Regions from separate parts of the Mus musculus genome. Here region 1 is linked to region 2. A link is a contact called in public HiChIP or PLAC-seq data. All regions are on one chromosome and are shown on one strand. The core of a region is the stretch at or near the end of the contact, and the rest is flanking DNA. Distances in the headings are between cores, read along the strand shown. Region 1 overlaps Spon1 (spondin 1, (f-spondin) extracellular matrix protein). Region 2 has its middle 33 kb from the start of Gm39072.

Region 1 (2,961 bases), core at 237-2,736, 370 kb before region 2:
AGAGAAATGTCAAACATTTAAGAAAAGTGTCTACTAAGAAATGTTACTTTTCAAGGTGGGGATAAAAAGAAAAGAAGAGAAAAGAAATGTTTCCTTTCTCAGATTTGAAACAGGAAAAGCAACCACAAAAGAAACAGATTGAATTAACATCAGTTAACACTTGTGGGTAATGACCAGAACTGCTTGGTATTACAAATCTTAAAACCCCCCAAATCTGAAGCTTCCTGAGCGGTAACATGAAACCCAAATAGGGAGTTCCACGCTTGACCCCACACGATGGGTCACAGGCAAATGGCAGATGCATTCAAATATTGTGCAAACGTATTCTCCTGTAAAAGGTGTGCATGCAACCTGTCGCATGCTGAAATTTGGGTCCTGTCACCGAGGCATGTCATTATATCTATACACAAATATTTCAAAATGTAAAAGTCTCCATGGACCCTCTCGTTCTGGCTTTCTGCCACTGCCACTGACAAAACATTGGAGAAAAATGTCTTTGAAGAAGAAAAACTTGTTTTGGCTAATGGTGTCAGAGATTTTAATCCATGGTCACCTGACCACATTTCCTTGTGACTGGGCAGCGTAGTGCACCATGGTGGGGCTACAAGAAGGTGGTGAGGGGTGGGGTGGGTTGGGGTGGGGTGAGGGGTGGGTGGATAGGTGGGTCCTAGCAGATGTTCCAGGCACACACCTCCACAGGCCTAACTTCTTTCCATCCTCCCCTGCCCCAGAGTTTCGCTGTGTAGCCCAGGCTGTCCTAGAACTCACTCTGTTGACCAGGCTGGCCTCAAACTCAGAGCTCCAGCTGCCTCTGCCTCAGAGTGCTGGGATTAAAGGTGTGCACCACCACCAGTGAGCCTTTTTACCAAGTCTTAAAGTTTCCATCACCTCTTAAGAATGCCACAGCTGGAGACCAAGCCTCTAGCTTTCTGGAGGGCACCTAAGATGTGAATCAGAAGACCTCTGGTGCCAAGAAAAATAAGAGTGTCATAAAAGTGTCCCCATCCAGCATAATTGAAAAGTGTCAGCATCTACACAGTGATAAGCCACATCTCTGAGAAAAAGACCCAGTCCTAGTAAAGTTATGAACAGTTTACACACACATAAATTAAAAATAAATATGTACATGAAGAAATGTCTTTCCTGACCTCTGAGAGGGTGAGGTGCATGGGATGAGGGCAGAGAAGCGAGTGCTTTTAACCCCACCTTTCCTTGTAGTTACTAAACCTGCAATATGGGACCAGTGTATTTAACTGTGAAGAAATGGCTTCTCATTGGTTCCTGACAGTACAGTGCCTCATTTTCAGCAAAACTTCCCAAAATACCACAGAGGAAAAGAGGCGAGAGATGATTTTATGATCAATCTACACTCTGGTCCTTGCCTTCTAAGTTACAAATCCTCACCAGTGAGACCTACCTAGTAATAGTTTTTAAAAGGTTTTACTTTGGTCTCAATTTGTTTTCTCAAGTGCAGGAACTCTATTAAGCCACTAGGGGGCGCCCAAGCCATTCATTAGACTGAAGCACGGTGCTGGCGGATCAGGGTTTGTCAAGTTTTTGCAACATTAGTTTCTAACCAGAAGGTATTTGGGATTCCAAGTCCATCTGGACATGCAGATCTACCACCTGCTCAAGTCCGAGTTCCTTTACTACCCCACGGGCGTCGATGGACCCAGGTGACTCTTGCTAGGAGGAGGCAAGAGGGACCTCGGAATCCGAGGGCTGTTTCTGGTTTCATTTCTGGAGAAGTAGACCCAGTCTTTGCACCGCTGATCTCACAAACACCGGCCATTGTCTAAGCAAGAGATAACCAAGAGGAATGGGTGGGAATAATTTAGGGGGAATGCCAGTCCTTTCCAGGAGATGAATATCTTTGAAAGTTCCGGTAATTCTTAGCATTCAGACCACCCTGGAGTAGTGCAAATTCACAATGATTGCAGGAACTGTTTCTCACTTGTGTTTGCAAAGAACCAGTGAAGGATGCGGCTTTGCTCGGAATTCGTCTTTCCCTGTCTCTACCCGAACATTGGGCTGTCAGGGCTCTGGCTTGATTTATTGAATCAAACATGTCACCGTTGATTCGTTCATCCGCTCCTGCCCTTTGAGAAGGGGTGCTGGGAATGCGGATGAAGACTGCTGAGAAAAAAAGTCAGTTTCAACAGGCAGTGCTTTGCAAAGTAGGTCACCCTGGCTTTTCCACTGGGTGAAGAGGCTGGAATCCCATTAACCTCCATCAGACTTGCAGGGATGGGGATGGGGGGGGGGGGGAGAATGGGGGTGGTGGGGGGGCGGGGTTGTTAGTGCAAAACAAAACCTGGCTTCGTGCAGGCTTCCTAATTTGACTTCCTAATGAGATTTGGAAAGGAAAGGGGAATAGAGGGTTTGGGAAAATCAAAGGAAAATTCCTTTCCCTAAATGAGCCCATAGTGTGGGGTGGAAAGGTTTGGGCTGTTTGTGAACTGAGTGTTTGCCATCAATTAATTTTTTGTTTTTTCTTTCTTTCTTTCTTTCTTTCTTTCTTTCTTTCTTTCTTTCTCTCTCTCTCTCTCTCTCTCTCTCTCTCTCTCTCTCTCTCTCTCTCTCTTTCTTTCTTCCTTCCTTCCTTCCTTTTTTTTTATCTTTGTTTCCACTGGGTCTCAGAAAGTCTGAGGGGCAGGTAAAGTGTGGGAAGGTATTCCCCATATAATACTTCTTTCAAATTTCAACATGTCTTTCACCCGTTGGAAGTAACACACACACACACACACACACACACACACACACACACAGAGAGAGAGAGAGAGAGAGAGAGAGAGAGAGAGAAACAACCCCGTCACCAAAACCTAAAACACCTCCAAGCCACCAAAACACACACACACACACACACACACACACACACACACACACACACACACAAATCCAACTCGATTTTCTTCCCTTCTGCGTCACAACCAAGTCAGACTTTGTCTTCTACAGCAGGGT
Region 2 (3,077 bases), core at 434-2,933:
AACTCCATTAGAGAATGAAGAAAAGAGAGCAAGAGGGGGGAACTGATTCCACATAGGCCATCTCTGTATTTATGACTCCAAATCCCTTATGGAATTTTCTTGATCAATAAGAAACCGAATGGAGACAATATAGTAAATAGTGTGACAGCAGTCTGCGTCTTTAGTCTGTAGCATCCTATGATGCCAAAGACCTACAGACTAATCTACCAGGAGCACCTGCCCTTCCACCTAACAGGGTCGGGACAGCCTGGAAGGGTTGGAGCCGAAGCCTGATGAGATGATGCCCCCAGAGGCCACGGTGGGAATGGCAACAGCTGTGTAATGATCCTCACTGGGGGAAAAAAGCTAGTTCAGGCTAAGGCTGGAGGGATCTGGCTAAGGAAAAGAAAGATTCCTAATAGAAGCAGCCTGGACACAAAGGGAAGAGAGGGCAGCAGTGGTTATTAGGGTTCAGGATTAGCCACACAAACAACTCAGACACCAATCTCAGTGAGGTATTGGAGGTTTATTGAATACACATTCCAAGACTAGTCAGGGACTCAGCCAGGAGTCCAGAGCCAGGCTGCAACCCTGGGCAGTTCTCAGGGCCAGTTTTTCTATGGGAAACACCACAAACAAGTGCATTTGCAGCATTTAGGGTATCTAGACAAAGCAGTGCTGTCCGACCTGTGAGCTGCTTGGCTAGGTCTAGAGGCAGGGAGGCTAGGGAATTTCTAGAATCTAACAGGCTCTGCAGAAAGGTACAGCGTGACATTCTGGTCAGGGCCAGAAACATTAGGTCAGGTTTAAGTCATGAGCTACAAAATGGAGGTTGAGGCAATATGGTAGAACTATCTGTCAGTTTTCAACATTTAACATTTAACATGGTGACCTCTACTCTCTGCAATATGTAAGGGTGATGGTAACCTGGGCATTCCTTAGCTGTCTCACAAGGAGACCAAGGACTGTAGAGCCAGGATCACAGCCCACAGACTGCAGGGCTCTTCTCCGGTCAGACTTTCCAATCACCGTATGAACCTGCAGCCTTTAAAGCAAAGCATGTGATGTGAGCTCTTAGGTCCAAAGAACAGAAGTGGAGAACCTAGGAGACTAAGCAGAGTGCATCAGGTAAGCAAGCTTTGCATCAGCAGAGAGGTGAATGGGGGCATAGCCATGGCTAAGGAACTGGGGTGGACTGGTAGAAACAGCCCACACAGAGCTCTGGAAATCCTTAATTGGGAACTAGTCAGGGAGACCTGGATTCAAGTTTAGACCTCTGTTGGCTGGGCCAGTGATGTCATCTTCCTGTGCCTTTGTAAAATGGGAATAGTAGTAATTCCAAGTTCTTAATGTTGAGCTGATTCTTTTTCTCCTTGCCTTAATATCAAAATTTCTTAGTGATCTTTAGTTCTCAAATGCTGAGGAACAACACATACATACACATTTGGGGCCCTTAGTACAAAAAGGCAGTGTGGTCCTATCTCTTCCTGAGTAAGTTTTCCTAAGAGCAACAGCAGCATCCTGCCCAACATGATGCCCTAGCAGGAAGTAGCCTTTAAGAACCCCTGCTATCAGCTTCCAAGTCAACCCCTATTTCATTAAAGGCAACAAAGCTATGTGATTCCCTTGTCCTTAGACCAGATACCATAAGCATCTGTCTTCTGACAGCTTCCCAGACACTGCACTGTCTGATAAGCAGGAACTGTTTTAGAAGGTGACAATGATGGCAAGCAGCTCCCAGGCAGGGAGGTGACGCACAGGCAGAGCTGTCAGTGGCCCCAAAAAGTGCAGGAATCTAGCAAGATACAAGGTATGATCCTGCTCAAAAGAAGCCCAAACCATAAGGCCTTGGTCTGGCACAGACCACACACACACACACACACACACACACAGAGAGAGAGAGAGAGAGAGAGAGAGAGAGAGAGAGGGAGAGAGAGAGAGAGAGAGCTAGCTCATGTGTGTCTTTGTATCTATGTGTATGTTTCTGTTTCTGCCTGTGTGTGTGTGTGTGTGTGTGTGTGTGTGTACTGGTGCACATTTGTATGTCTATGTGCTTATGTGTGTCTCTGCATTAGTATGTGTTTCTGTGTATTTGTATATGTTTATGTGTGTGATGTCTGTGTGTAGTGTATCTGTGTGTGATTCTTTGTGCACATATTTTTATGTCTGTATATTTGGGTTTGCCTTTGTATGCAATTGTGTCTAGATGTATGAGTCTGTTTATGTGTATTCAGGTGTGTTTCCATATTTGCTTCTGAGCATGTGTTTGTGACTGTGTAGTGTATTTGTGTTTGTACATACACACATTGTATTTATGTGGGTATTTGTGTGACTGTGTGTGTGTTTTTGCATCTGTCTATGTCTTTGTGTGTCTCTGGGTGTTTAGATCTCTTTATTTTCTGTATGTGCTTCTGTATGTTTGTGTGTTTATATATAGTATGTGTCCGTGTGCGTGTCTGCATATCTATGTGTGCTATAGGCATGGGCAGAGATGTCCCTACATTGTGGGTCTGGCACACGTGACCCTGGGCTTAAATGCTTAGCTCCTTTAGCACAGCTATCAAAGATGAGAGGTCATCCACATTTCTAAGACTCAAAGGAAGCCCTGCCCCACTCCCCACCCCACCCCCACCCCACCCCCACCCCACCCCCACCCCACCCCCACCCCACCCCCACCCCACCCCCACCCCGCCTAGAGCAGGTAGTCCTCCCCAGCCACAGTATCCTGCTTTCCATCCAGATCCCAGTCTGGGTCTCTCAGCATGCATTGCTTTTCTTTCTCATGTAAAATGGGGTTCCTGCCATACTCTGGGTTCTCTTCAGTTTTCCCTTCAGCTGACACCAAAAGATCCCACCTGCTCTCCCCCAGCCCCATATCTGAAGAACTTTCTTCCCCAGGCCTAAGATTTGAATGTGAAGGGTGCCCCTCAGGCTGAGACTTAGACCCTGGGTTCACAGCTGGCGCTGCTTGGGGAAGTAATGGACTTGAGATAGGAGGTAGACTGGGGGTGGGGGTGGGGTGGGCCATGGATCACAGAGGGCAGGCCTTAAAGCAGTGGTTCTCATCTGTGGGTCACCACTCCTTTGTGGGTCACATA

Evidence for each region. HiChIP or PLAC-seq counts read pairs in DNA pulled down with a chosen protein or histone mark.
Region 1: a contact with region 2 is called in an H3K27ac HiChIP or PLAC-seq map of heart atrium, with 8 times the contacts expected there. The contact joins two enhancer-like sites. A contact is called at or near these places in 1 of 39 promoter capture datasets (cranial neural crest), 1 of 15 datasets of contacts at CTCF or cohesin (large pre-B cells), 6 of 484 Hi-C or Micro-C datasets (the HL-1 cell line, forebrain, nephron progenitors and 3 more), 7 of 115 datasets of contacts at active chromatin or transcription factors (bone marrow-derived macrophages, embryonic basal ganglia, embryonic forebrain and 4 more) and 1 of 9 other capture datasets (embryonic stem cells).

Annotation. Positions count from the first base shown.
Region 1 is chr7:114,019,541-114,022,501 of GRCm38.p6, reverse strand. All of the region lies in intron 7 of Spon1 (spondin 1, (f-spondin) extracellular matrix protein), which reads right to left. Among named protein-coding and RNA genes, the nearest start is that of Gm51454, 16 kb to the left of the region's middle. Within about 2 kb of position 1,486, at least 79 of the 459 cell types and tissues checked have an H3K27ac peak or open chromatin away from gene starts, as enhancers often do. A contact at or near this core is called in heart atrium, where this site is marked.
Region 2 is chr7:113,650,502-113,653,578 of GRCm38.p6, reverse strand. No RefSeq gene overlaps it. Among named protein-coding and RNA genes, the nearest start is that of Gm39072, 33 kb to the left of the region's middle. Within about 2 kb of position 1,683, at least 6 of the 459 cell types and tissues checked have an H3K27ac peak or open chromatin away from gene starts, as enhancers often do. A contact at or near this core is called in heart atrium, where this site is marked.